Linked DNA regions of Danio rerio: region 2 is linked to region 1. A link is a contact called in public HiCAR-type data. All regions are on one chromosome and are shown on one strand. Each heading gives the region's core, a stretch centred on a gene start, on an enhancer-like site or on the middle of the called end of the contact. The rest is flanking DNA. Distances are from core to core; before and after follow the strand shown. Region 1 holds the start of abhd11 (abhydrolase domain containing 11). Region 2 holds the start of nf2b (NF2, moesin-ezrin-radixin like (MERLIN) tumor suppressor b).

What was found. HiCAR-type assays count read pairs that join an accessible place to other places.
Region 2: a contact with region 1 is called in a HiCAR-type map of caudal fin, with 7 times the contacts expected there. The contact joins the promoter of nf2b here to the promoter of abhd11 in region 1. A contact is called at or near these places in 6 of 18 Hi-C or Micro-C datasets (caudal fin, embryo, gastrula embryo and 3 more) and 3 of 4 datasets of contacts at active chromatin or transcription factors (caudal fin, embryo and gastrula embryo).

What each region holds. Positions count from the first base shown.
Region 1 is chr21:27,165,868-27,171,578 of GRCz12tu, reverse strand. abhd11 (abhydrolase domain containing 11) reads left to right here and starts at 3,439. Exons shown (of 6, transcript NM_001004290.2): 1 at 3,439-3,703. The coding sequence starts at 3,549.
Region 2 is chr21:27,246,861-27,252,571 of GRCz12tu, reverse strand. It overlaps nf2b (NF2, moesin-ezrin-radixin like (MERLIN) tumor suppressor b), which reads right to left and starts at 3,527. Exons shown (of 17, transcript NM_212951.1): 1 at 3,296-3,527; 2 at 2,576-2,682; 3 at 2,359-2,484; 4 at 12-134. The coding sequence starts at 2,665. It overlaps mettl27 (methyltransferase like 27), which reads left to right and starts at 2,916. Exons shown (of 6, transcript NM_001040381.1): 1 at 2,916-2,968; 2 at 5,227-5,347; 3 at 5,420-5,548; 4 at 5,648-5,711. The coding sequence starts at 5,228.

The sequences.
Region 1 (5,711 bases), core at 2,190-4,689:
CTTCTCCAGTGTTATATTTTTGCTGTTTCTTTGAAACTAGAAAGAAACTAATCAGGTTTTAGACAAGTAGTTTTCAAATGCATTTACTTACAAACTTATAGCCTGGGATAGGATTTATACCTCTTTCACAACAGAACACCTCCCAAGATTCCTTTTAACACCATAAATTACCTAAAACTGCAGTTTTAATTATATGATTGCAGTCATTCATCTATCTTACACTATCAAGCATTATTCAACAAGGAAATACATTTAAATAAAATAAGTTTATTGTAATAAATAAATAAAATATTTAAATAAAATAATTGAATGGGTCGAAATGATAAATATTTTTATGCCAAAAATAATTAGAATATTAAGATCATGTTCCATTAATATATTTTGTAAATTTCCTTCTGTAAATAAAATACATCAAAAATCCATTTATAATCGACATTTTCCATTTCTAGTAATTAATTTAATCAGCTTTAATGAGGATTTTTTTCAGTGTTTTGAGTTAGATTTTTTTAAACGTCAGATTACTTTCCAAATAGTTTTAACTTCAAACACACTAAAACATTTCCATTGATTAATAGTTTCCATATTTTGTGATTCACAGGTGTTTTCTGTTTATTTACAGTCACGACTAGAGTTTTATCATGTGACCTTGAGCTTCTCTGTCAACATTTGATGTTGAAAATTCAACTCTGCATTTTAATAAATTGATTGTCCTTGGCATTTTAGTAATTTAAACAATACTTTATAAAAATTAATGTAAATAAAAATAAGTCAAGGTGGCTCAGTGATTAGCACTGTTGCCTCACAGCAAGAAGGTCGCTGGTTTGAGTGCTTCCTGGGTCAGTTGGCTTTCTGTGTGGAGTTTGCATGTTCTCCCCGTGGCGTGAGTTTCCTCCAGGTGCTTCAGTTTCCCCACAGTTCAAACACATGCGATATAGGTGAATTGAATAAACTAAATTGTAGTGTATGAGTTTGAATGAGTGTGTGTGCTGGATAAGTTGGCGGTTCATTTCACTGTGGCATTCTGATGAATGAAGGGACTAAGCTGAAGAAAAATGAATGAATAAATGAATGAATGAATGAATTAAAATAAGTCAATAAAAAACAGAAAAGGCAAGCCTATTAATTAACATGTTGTTTGTTCTGTAATTTAAAATATCAACACAGACAATAGATCGCTTCAAACTAGAAAAACTAGTAAATATGTGAACAATGTAACCTGTCAAACTTTTTAACATGTTGTTGGAGGAAAGATCAAAGTCCAATAATGCAATTCAAAATCATAAAAAATAAATTTACATTTCAAAAGATGTACAGTTATGGCAGGTTTGTGGTCATAGCCTACATATTGAGTCAAATTTTGGGCCAATAAGATTTTATTACATTGCTCTATTTACATTAGTTAAAAAAGTAAATTGCATAAATTTCCAAGGGCTTGTCACTTGAAGACAATGCACATTTATCAGCAGTTGATGACACTGGAACCACATATATTGTGAAATATGTGCTGCAGTGCTATGAATATTTTCTTTTGATATTTCTATTGGGAGTTTTCCTGCATGTCTCCTCTCCATGGTGTTTGTTGGCTGCTTTATCCCTGCTGCTGTGTTGCCTATGGCAGCAGACATGGAGGAGGATAAAGCTTTGACTTTCTCTTTGGATGCACATAAACAGTTGAAACACTTGAAATTAGAGGGGAAAAAAACTCCTTTTACACTTAATTACAGTGCATGTCTATGGAATGTGGACAAACATGTTTCTTTATTGGATTAAGCTGCATGGAACTACAGGTGCCACTCAAAGTACAGTTGTGTAGTTCTTTATTAAATCACTTCAATAATTTAACTTCCCATTTTATTAATTTGAGGATCCTATTGATGGCATTGTGCTTCCTTATTTTTATTTTCTACTGCCTACTACCTGTATGTTTTTTTTTTTTTTTTGCTGTGGAAGATTCTGTCTTGTTTTCAGTTAGTTGTCCTATTGTGTGAACTAGACTTCCCCTTAACAGGCCTTTCCGCATAGCAAAATGTCCTCTTTCTTTGCAGGCAATTAAGTGGTTTAAAACATTTATGAATTTTGTTATTCTGTTGAACTCAATAAAAGTTATTTTGAAGAATGTTTGGGGGGAAAGAAGTCATTGGCCTTACAAGTGGCCTTTGCAACATAACGTTATCATTAGGATTTGTGCCAGATTGGATTTATCATCATCTTCTTTTCACATTTGCTCAGAAGTGTTTAAACGCTATTAAATATGCCACATATCAGTGAATATATGCAAGTGATAAACCTTGATTTTAAGCACTCCTGCTTAATGATTACATCTAAACATAACATTGATAACAGCATATATGTCAAAAGATATTAAGAAACTGTATGACTAAAGTCTTAACGTTTTATTAAATTAATTAAACGATTAAAGATCATTTTCTGTGTAGTGCATGAAAGCTGTGTTGTTGCCCACACAATCTGAATTAAGTCTGTTTTTGTGGTCTGTGGCGCCATCCTCTGGTAAAACTGCTCCATAGGCTAAACAATGCTGATTGATTTGTCATAACATATTTTCGTCTTCTCTCATATTTTTTTCTTTCACTGTAACTCCTCTGCATCTCCTGCATGTGCATATCTTTTATTGTAAATATTATTTTTCAAATATATGTGTTGTCTGAAATGTGCTTAGCTTTGCAGGCTTTAAATGCGCACGACGTGATGACATCACTGACACTCTGAGGTGTCGAAATGTTGCCATGTCCACTTGCTTTACGCAATATTTTTTTCCCATGAGGTTGTCTAAATATAAAATTATAGTATAATGAAATACAGGTGAGTTTTTGATTGCTAGTGCTATACTATTATTAAAACAATATCGGGAGGATAAATATATATATTATAAATATTGATAAATAAATAAAAATCTATGGAAAAAATATGACAACAAATAAACACATATTAGTATAAAACCTAAATAAAAGTCAATTTAATTTTTTTTAAATAAATAAAACTTGGAAAAAGTAACGGAATAATAAAATATAACAAAAGAAGCTTTAATTTATCCAAAAGTGTTTTTAAACAAATAATGATTAAATAAAATTACTGTAGAAAAACTAAAAAATAAAACTGTTATTAAAGTAATCTTAATATAATCTCAATACAATATTTTTTTAGATAAAAAGAGATTTAAATACTTTATGCAAATTTAATAAGTAGAAAGTTTAGTTAAATGAATAAATATTAACTAGATTTAAAAATAAGTATAATAATGTCAATGTGATGTCCACAATTTTGAAAATCCCAGATTTAGACAGTCAGTCGTAAATGTGAAACATTTATATTTTTTAAAAAACTAAAAAATGGAAGTGTTTAGTTGTATCTGCTTTCATTTGCATTTAAACAGTTCTACATTTGTTGCGGTTTTATTTTGTTTTTCTAGCGAGATCTGGCAACCCTGTCGTGCGGGAAGGGTTTCCCTAGTGTTAGCTAAACAACATCACGACGACCTTTGAAGTCGCCAACCCCGGTCGAATGAATGAAGTCCGGACGCACGTTTTAGCATGTCAAATTTTGCCATGAGTGCCCTGTGCCGTGTTTTCACAAGAGGAGCGCCTTGCGGCCTGTCGTCATGTTCATCTGTAACGGGACTTCGGGATTTTTGCAGCGGAGTCTCGCGGCTGGACCGCGCTGGCAGTGACAGCATGAGAACCGCCAGGTGTTGCATCTTTAATCTTCCGGATGAAATATTGTTAATTGCACAGAACTTCATGTGTGAGAGATTATTGTTACTTTAAAAAGTTATTTGTAGTTTATTTTAACGTTATTATTCGTGCATTTACTGTCACCTTAGAAAATTAGCCAGTAGTAGATGGGTTTTAATCAGAAATAGAGTAAAAAGAGTAAAACCAGTCAAAATTACCTACACGTTATCTTTTGTTGTGGCTAATAACGGGTAATGGTTACATTAATTAAGTTATAAATTAGATATTACTATATTGGTATGATTTTGTAAACAAGGCCATGTTTCCACTTTCCAGTCATCACCATATCTTATCTTTAAGTAAAACATCAATAAAAACTCATACTTATGAGTCTTGTGAAAGGCAATATACTGAAATGCTATTCAGATTTAAAGTTAATATTCTCCTGAGACTAAAATTCATAGAGCTTTAAAGCTACAACTTAAACCAAGGTCATATTCAGATTTGATTTGTGGTTATTGTAAAATAAGTATCTAAATCTATCTTCCTGTCCTTTTAGCATTTTAGCTTTGTAATATTTCTACTGTAACATGCTTATGTTTGCTATCCTTGTACTAAACATAATACAAACGTTAGCAACCCTACACAACCCAGAACGTGTTAGCAAAATGATGAGTAATGCTAATATGGTGTTAAAACATGTTAGCAACAAGCTATTTCATGCTTGCAGTGTGGTAAGACGAGTAGCACGTTAATGCATGCTAGTCATTAATGATATAAATTATATGACAAACATGTTTGAGCATGCTAACTCATGCTAGTATGAATTAAAAAAAAAGACATATCAATAAAACTTGATTGTAATTTGCTAAAATACCCTAACAACCTTTTGAAATGTCTTAGACGCGTCTTAGTGGTATGTTTATTCATGCTAGGCAGGTGTTAAACATGTTGTAAATTTTTTTTAAATATTTGTTAGCAACTCTAACCTGCCTAATGAGTTACCCTCAAATGATTTTAGGGTGCTTTCACACCTGTGTATCGATTCAGTTGTTCCGAAACAGAGATTACAAATGTTACATTGTTGCTCTTTGCTCTTGGAGCGGTTCACTTTCACACTGCAAAGTTTATAATCGGACCAAAAGAGCTAAAACAAGTCACGTGCGAGTAAACTCTCCTTACATTAGTCAGAGTGTCAGGGTTTATTTTGCAGCGTCCCGCTCAGCTGTCAGGAGAGGTGGTGGTTTGGTGGTGATTGACAGGGTGCGCGCGTGACGCGTCTGAGCGAGACGCGGTGGGGAGGGGTGAGAAGGGTGCGCGACGATGCCTATTTGAGGACCGGGAGGGAGACGCGAGATTACCGGGAGATCATCACTCGTTTGCGGGCATCCGAAGACTCGCGAAACTTCCCGACACACTCATAATTCTCTCTTCATATAGCCGTAAGCCTATTACATATCCATAAAACACTGTGATATAACCGCGCTCGGATCGGATCGCTTTCTCACTGCAATCGATCCGCTCCAGGGTTCGTTTCAATCGAGCCGAGACCACCTAATTCAAGCGATCTCGGAGCGATTACTTTGGCGCGGAACAGAGCGCGATTGCCCTGTTCACATATGCCAATCGAACCACGCTAACTGGGCAAACGAGATGCGTTCCGAAACAAAAGTGTAGGTGTGAAAGCACTTTTAGTGTTTCCCCTTATTTTAGCTGTGTAATTAAACATTTGGGAGTGAATTTGTGCAGTAGTTTAAAATTTGATAAACTGGTTAATTCAGTGATTAGGGCAAGCTTTTTCCAGCTTCGCCTTCTTGCCAAAGTCAAGCCATTTCTGAGCCAGCGTGGGTAAGTCTCAAACGTATGCACATCACACCTGTCCTTTACTCTATTCACTGGCTCCCTGTTAATTCAGGATTAATTATGTTGGCTTGAGAAAGCCAACATACTGTTATACTACTCTGTCCTTGAAAACAAACGTATCTCCTCCTAGGCCGTTCATGCCACAAGGCCCAAATGTGG
Region 2 (5,711 bases), core at 2,278-4,777, 81 kb before region 1:
CTCCCACATACTTGTAAGAAGAAGAGGTGCTGAGTAATTTCCTGAACGAGCTCGTCCTCAACTTTTTCTGGGAAGAATTTAGCAAGAAAGTGAAATGTTATCGGAGAGTCCTTTGGAACCTCTTGATCCAAAACCTAGATGGATTTAAAAAGTCAACAAATATGTTAGGGGCCAAACAACATCAAAATAAATTTCTCCTGAAGTCAAACCAAGGTGTTATGAAAATCAAAGGTCAGTCTGTAATAGAAACTGTATGCACCAACACCACGAAACTTGACTGCCATGAACTTGGTTAGTACTGTTTTTCTAGGATTGTGGATTAATTTAGTAAATTACGTTCAGTTTTTAATACAGACCAACAATTCAATTTGCTTTACAAGATTTCAATGTCACTATTCCCTCTTGCCTATATTTCACTTGGTTGTACTAATTGATCTTGAAGTGTACATATCCACTGCACATACATGTATACATGTTTTTTATCTATCTGCATACTTCTGATTATTAATAGCAACCTGTACATAAATTCATCTATTGTAAATCTCTGTTCACAGTTAATACAATCTGTTTATAATGTTCATAGTACATCCATATGTAAATATCACCATAGTTTTTCTATAATTGCACTTTATAACCTATATCCTGCACTTGATGCTATGGCACTCTTGGTTAGGCCAAAACTGAATTTTGTTACCTTGTACTTGTAAATTTGTTATGACAATAAAGCTGAATCTAATCTAATCTATTTTGTAACTAATTATTTGTGTTATAATTAACACCAAGAAGCAGTTTGAGCAGAAATTAAATTGTATTCAATGTTACACTGCACTTAAAAAGTCAGCTACATTGTGGATAACCTAAAATGGGGAGAACTTTAACAACATATTTGTATTTTGGGTACTTGTTCATGCTTAATGTCTTCATGGGTCACATAAATCTAAAAACCCATGGTCTGAACGAAGAACCCAGATGGGTTTTGTGCCTTGGACACAGGTTAGGTTAGTAAGTTAGTAGCCTCAGGTCTCGGTTAATTTAACATTTAGTGTGCTTTTGAAAATGCACCCAATAAGAAGGCCCATGCGGAAACTGCGCGTGCAAAAATCCATCAAGCCTATTTATTTACTTCTGTAAATGTGTGTAAATTTATATTCATTCAGTTTTTAAATTAATTTCAGTAATATTATTGACTAATATGAAAATTTTTATATGATTTTTAACTATTTAATTTGTAAAGTAATAATTGTCTTTTAGTAGATCAGTTATCAGAGTTGCTTTGCTTACCAAATAAGTGGATCTAATTACATTTGCACTGTAAACGTTAAATAAAAGTTAAAATGGTAATATTTAAAGTTTTATTTTTAAGTTTTAATATTAAGTTTTTAGTTACGATACTACCAAAATTATTTCACATAAATCTGCTAATTTTTCATTACAAAATGCTGCGTAGAAATAGCAAACAATGTCTGAACATTCTCGCTGGTACTACCAAAAAGACATGAAAACTTATAGGATGTGATCATCATAACTGAGTGATAAGTAAATGAGCTTTAAGAATTTCAGCAATCAGCATGTACTTGACCAATTAGACTACTGGTATTAAATTTTTAAGAAACTTATAAAAAAATGGAAGAAGCATTTGAAACCTCAAACAAAGAAATATATCCTCATTGAAAAAAGATAAAAACCAGGAAACGCCATTTGCTTTATTATGCAGTGTGTTAAAACAATGTGTTTGTGTGTGTGTGTGTGCGTGCGTGTGTGTGTGTGTGTGTGTGTGTGTGTGTAGAAGCCACTGGTCACAGTTAAAAGCTGGGCCCAGGAATAACTGGTTTTCTGGAGTCAAAACTATTCAGTTACAGAAATTGAATAATAAAATCAAAATAACATTGTATAGTCTTTATTGTATAAATAATTCAGTTAAAGTATTATTCTTTAAAGTCACAAATTAACTTTTTGTGCCAAAACGTTTTAAACTCTTATGACATTGCCTTAAGAAACACATTCAAATTATAAACTTTCACTCTGTTATGCTTATACTTTGCAAAGACTCCACAAATCTCATTTATTCTCAACTGTTGTGCTGATCAACTATAATAACAACTCAACATTGCAGATCCTGCGATGTGACTATTGCAGACACACACATAGAGATATAAACGCTGAAACAATATATTGTGCAGCCCTACTTCAATGCAGTTTACTTTTGGGTTAAAAATAAATGCCATTGGGTCAGACTCAGGTCTAATTTGATTGACTTTGTCTTGGGTCAAGATTTCCTTCTTTCATTTCTGTAGATTGGGTTCAGTGAGTAGTGATTTGGGAACAGATTTTAGGCTCTAAACTACAATTACATCTCACCCGTTTATCAGGCTTCAGCCAGGCATATGTGTCTTTTACTGTGTATCGAAGACCAAAAAACCACGTTTCCCTCAGGCCAATGGTCCGGCATACCAGGTCAAATAAATCTTTCCCTTTCCATTTGACCTAGAAGTTATAGACAAACATTAAACTTTGTAGGACATTTTAGGACACAGAATCAGACAGACACATGTATTAAGTATTTCCATACGTTTACCTCACAACTAAACTCCATTTCAGCATCCATAGTGCTGACTTTGACTTTAAAAGTCTTTGGTTGCTTCTTTTTCAGACCCAAAATTGACATAGTGACTTTATATACACCTGAAAACACAAATAATTACTTTAATACCTCAATATAGTAAAGTATATTTAGCATTTAACAAAATGAAGCTAACATTCATTTACTTAAATATATATCTAAAAACTAAAACAAAGTGCATCAATACATACATAAAAAGATAATTTAGACATTTTAAAAAGTCTATCAGAGCTTTAATTAGAAAATTACTTCAACTTATTCCTTCCCTTATTATGCATCATTATTATCATCATTTATCTAACGTACTAGTGCTACTATCACAAGGCAGATGAATGAAGTCAGCCACAGGTAAGTCGCATTCACGAGTACTTTACGCAAAGTGCTGTAACTTAACAACTGTAACAATGCCCACTCTCCTTAAAATAAACACATTGTTAGTTTTCAACCTTTATAAGTAAGATATAACACAATCTGCCTTGTTATATCGAGCGAGAATGTAGAAAGCGACTCACAAAGCTTAACGTTAACGTTACATCCTGGCTAACGTGACAGAAAGTAAGCTGGCAAATTTACTCCCTTTACAGCGACACAGTATACGTTTAAACGATAAGTATAATCCATTCTGAACACTGTTAAAAATATGTGAATGAAACTAGCCAAATATCAGTCAGTTACCTTGATTAGGTTATGTGTTAAACCAGGCCCGATCCACAGCAAGGAGTTTCCAGGCACTCCGCTAAACCACAACAATGCAAACCGGATTTCGTCGGTCACCTACATGGAAATGGTTGTAAGCTTGTCCGAAACTGTAGAAATCGTTTAAAGAGTGTCCATTTTGGTAATAAACTATTAACTGGACGATTGTGGAATATAAATACGATGTTATCTTGAGTAGAAAATGTTGGATAGGGAGTTAGCAGGACTTTGTTGTTGGTTTTCTTTGCCGCCCTCTTCCTGCTGGATGGAGAAGAGCAGTTGAGGAATGTTCATGACGGTGTGTATACAGTGATTTATGTCACTCTTTCTATGCTCAATAAGATCAATTAACGTCATTTATTATGTAAGTGTTAAATGTTTTATTTTGTTTAATTTATTATATTGGTTTGTTTTGTAATATCATGCTGTTTTATATCAAGTATTGTACAGTCAACTACACAACACAATTACTGCTAATTTAGCCCTCTGAAGTTGTTGTGATTTAGTTTATTTTATTGGTCTATTATGTAATATCATTCTGTTGCAAGTATTGTATGTACAGACCATTTTGAAGGATGTAAACAAAAACAATGTGCCCTTTGCATTTCCTGTTTTGCATTTTTAATTTCTATAGCTTCGGAGAATCCAAAAAGAGCCACATATGAATAAATAATGTTATGATAGCTGTTTTAATATTAAGTTATGATTGAATTGCCTCTTTACATTTCTGATATAATTTGATAACAAGCAGGAACTGTTCACGGGCCAATGATATGACCACATTGAAATGATCTATAACAGTTACTATTTTAGCCCTTTGATATTATTAGAGTGGTTTGTAAAATGAGTGTAAAATTGTAAAAAGTTTTTATTTTAGTGAAATGACTGTACTGTATTTTGTATTATCTGTAAAAAAAAATCTGTAAATCTGTATTTTGTTTTATATTTTGTACCAATAAGGGAGTTTATGCTTTTTTTAATAATAAATTTCCAACTTTTAAACAGCAACTTCCAAAATATTTATTTATTTATTTATTTATTATATTTTCAGATAAGACACTTGGTAAATTATTGCTTAGTTATAAAAAGTTTTATTTAGTTTTAGAGTAAATCATGATTTATTTACACACACACACACACACACACACACACACATAGCCAAAATAAAGCAAATAAGACTTTCTCCAGAAGAAAAAATATCAAACATACTGTGAAAATTTCCTTGCTCTGTTAACTTCATTTGGAAAATATAAAAAATCAAAGGAGGGCTAATAATTCTGACTTCAACTGTATGTATGAATATATAATTTACTCTAATGCTAAATAAAACTACTTTTTTTTTAAATACTCTTTTAAAATATTTTGGTTGAGTGCAGTGCCAATTTATTCCACTCGATGAAATGTCATGTACTGCATAGCAATGGTCTCAAACTCAATTCCTGGAGGGCCGCAGCTCTGCATAGTCCCAACCACCTCCAACTCACACCTGCTTAGTTTCTAGTAGTCTTGAACACCTTGGTTAGTAGGATCAGCGGTGTTTGATTAGGGTTGGAGCAAAACTGTGCAGAGACCATTGCTGTATAGTATCTGCACATAACTACATATTATAATAAAATGTCTGTAAAATGCTTCTAAAATTATCTGTAAGATATTGTCCTATAGATAGACCATTTCAATATGACAATACCATTAGTCCATAAACAGTTCCTGCTTGTCCTAAAACTTTTTCATAACTGAAACAAGAGGTGTCATAACGTTAACACAGCTGTCATTAAAATTGTATTAACATGTGAAGCTTTCTGGTTCTCAGAATCTTTTGAAATGAAAGATCTAAAACAGAAAATACATTTGGACTATTGTTATTGTTTACATCCCTCAAAATGGTAAATAATGTTTCATTTCCCCTGAAGGATGGCAAACACCAGCCGGACCTTTTCTGATGTTAGGAATGTGATTCTGTCGGCTCATAAAAACACAGAGGCCCAGGATAAGGTGGGCTTCTATGACACCTGGGCTGATAACTATGAGCAGGTAAACTTTAGGCTGCAAGAATTTCTTCCTTTTTCAGAAAAGCTATTTCAATTCTAATGTTTTTTTTCTCAGGATGTAGCTGTGCTGGATTACAGAGCCCCGTTGCTGGCAGCCGAGTGTGTGAGCTCGTTTTTCAACGATGACAGAGAGAAGGCCACTGTTCTGGATGTGGCCTGTGGAACAGGACTGGTCTCCAAACACGTAAGTATTGCTTCATTTGGATTCTGAGCCTGCAATGAGCCTCCTAAATCAAAGAGTAGTGTGATTTTATTTTCTCAATTGATAATTCTTCGAGGAAAGTTGAAGAGAATGGGGTTTCGTCACTTCGATGGAGTAGATGGAAGTCTGAGGATGCTGGAGGGGG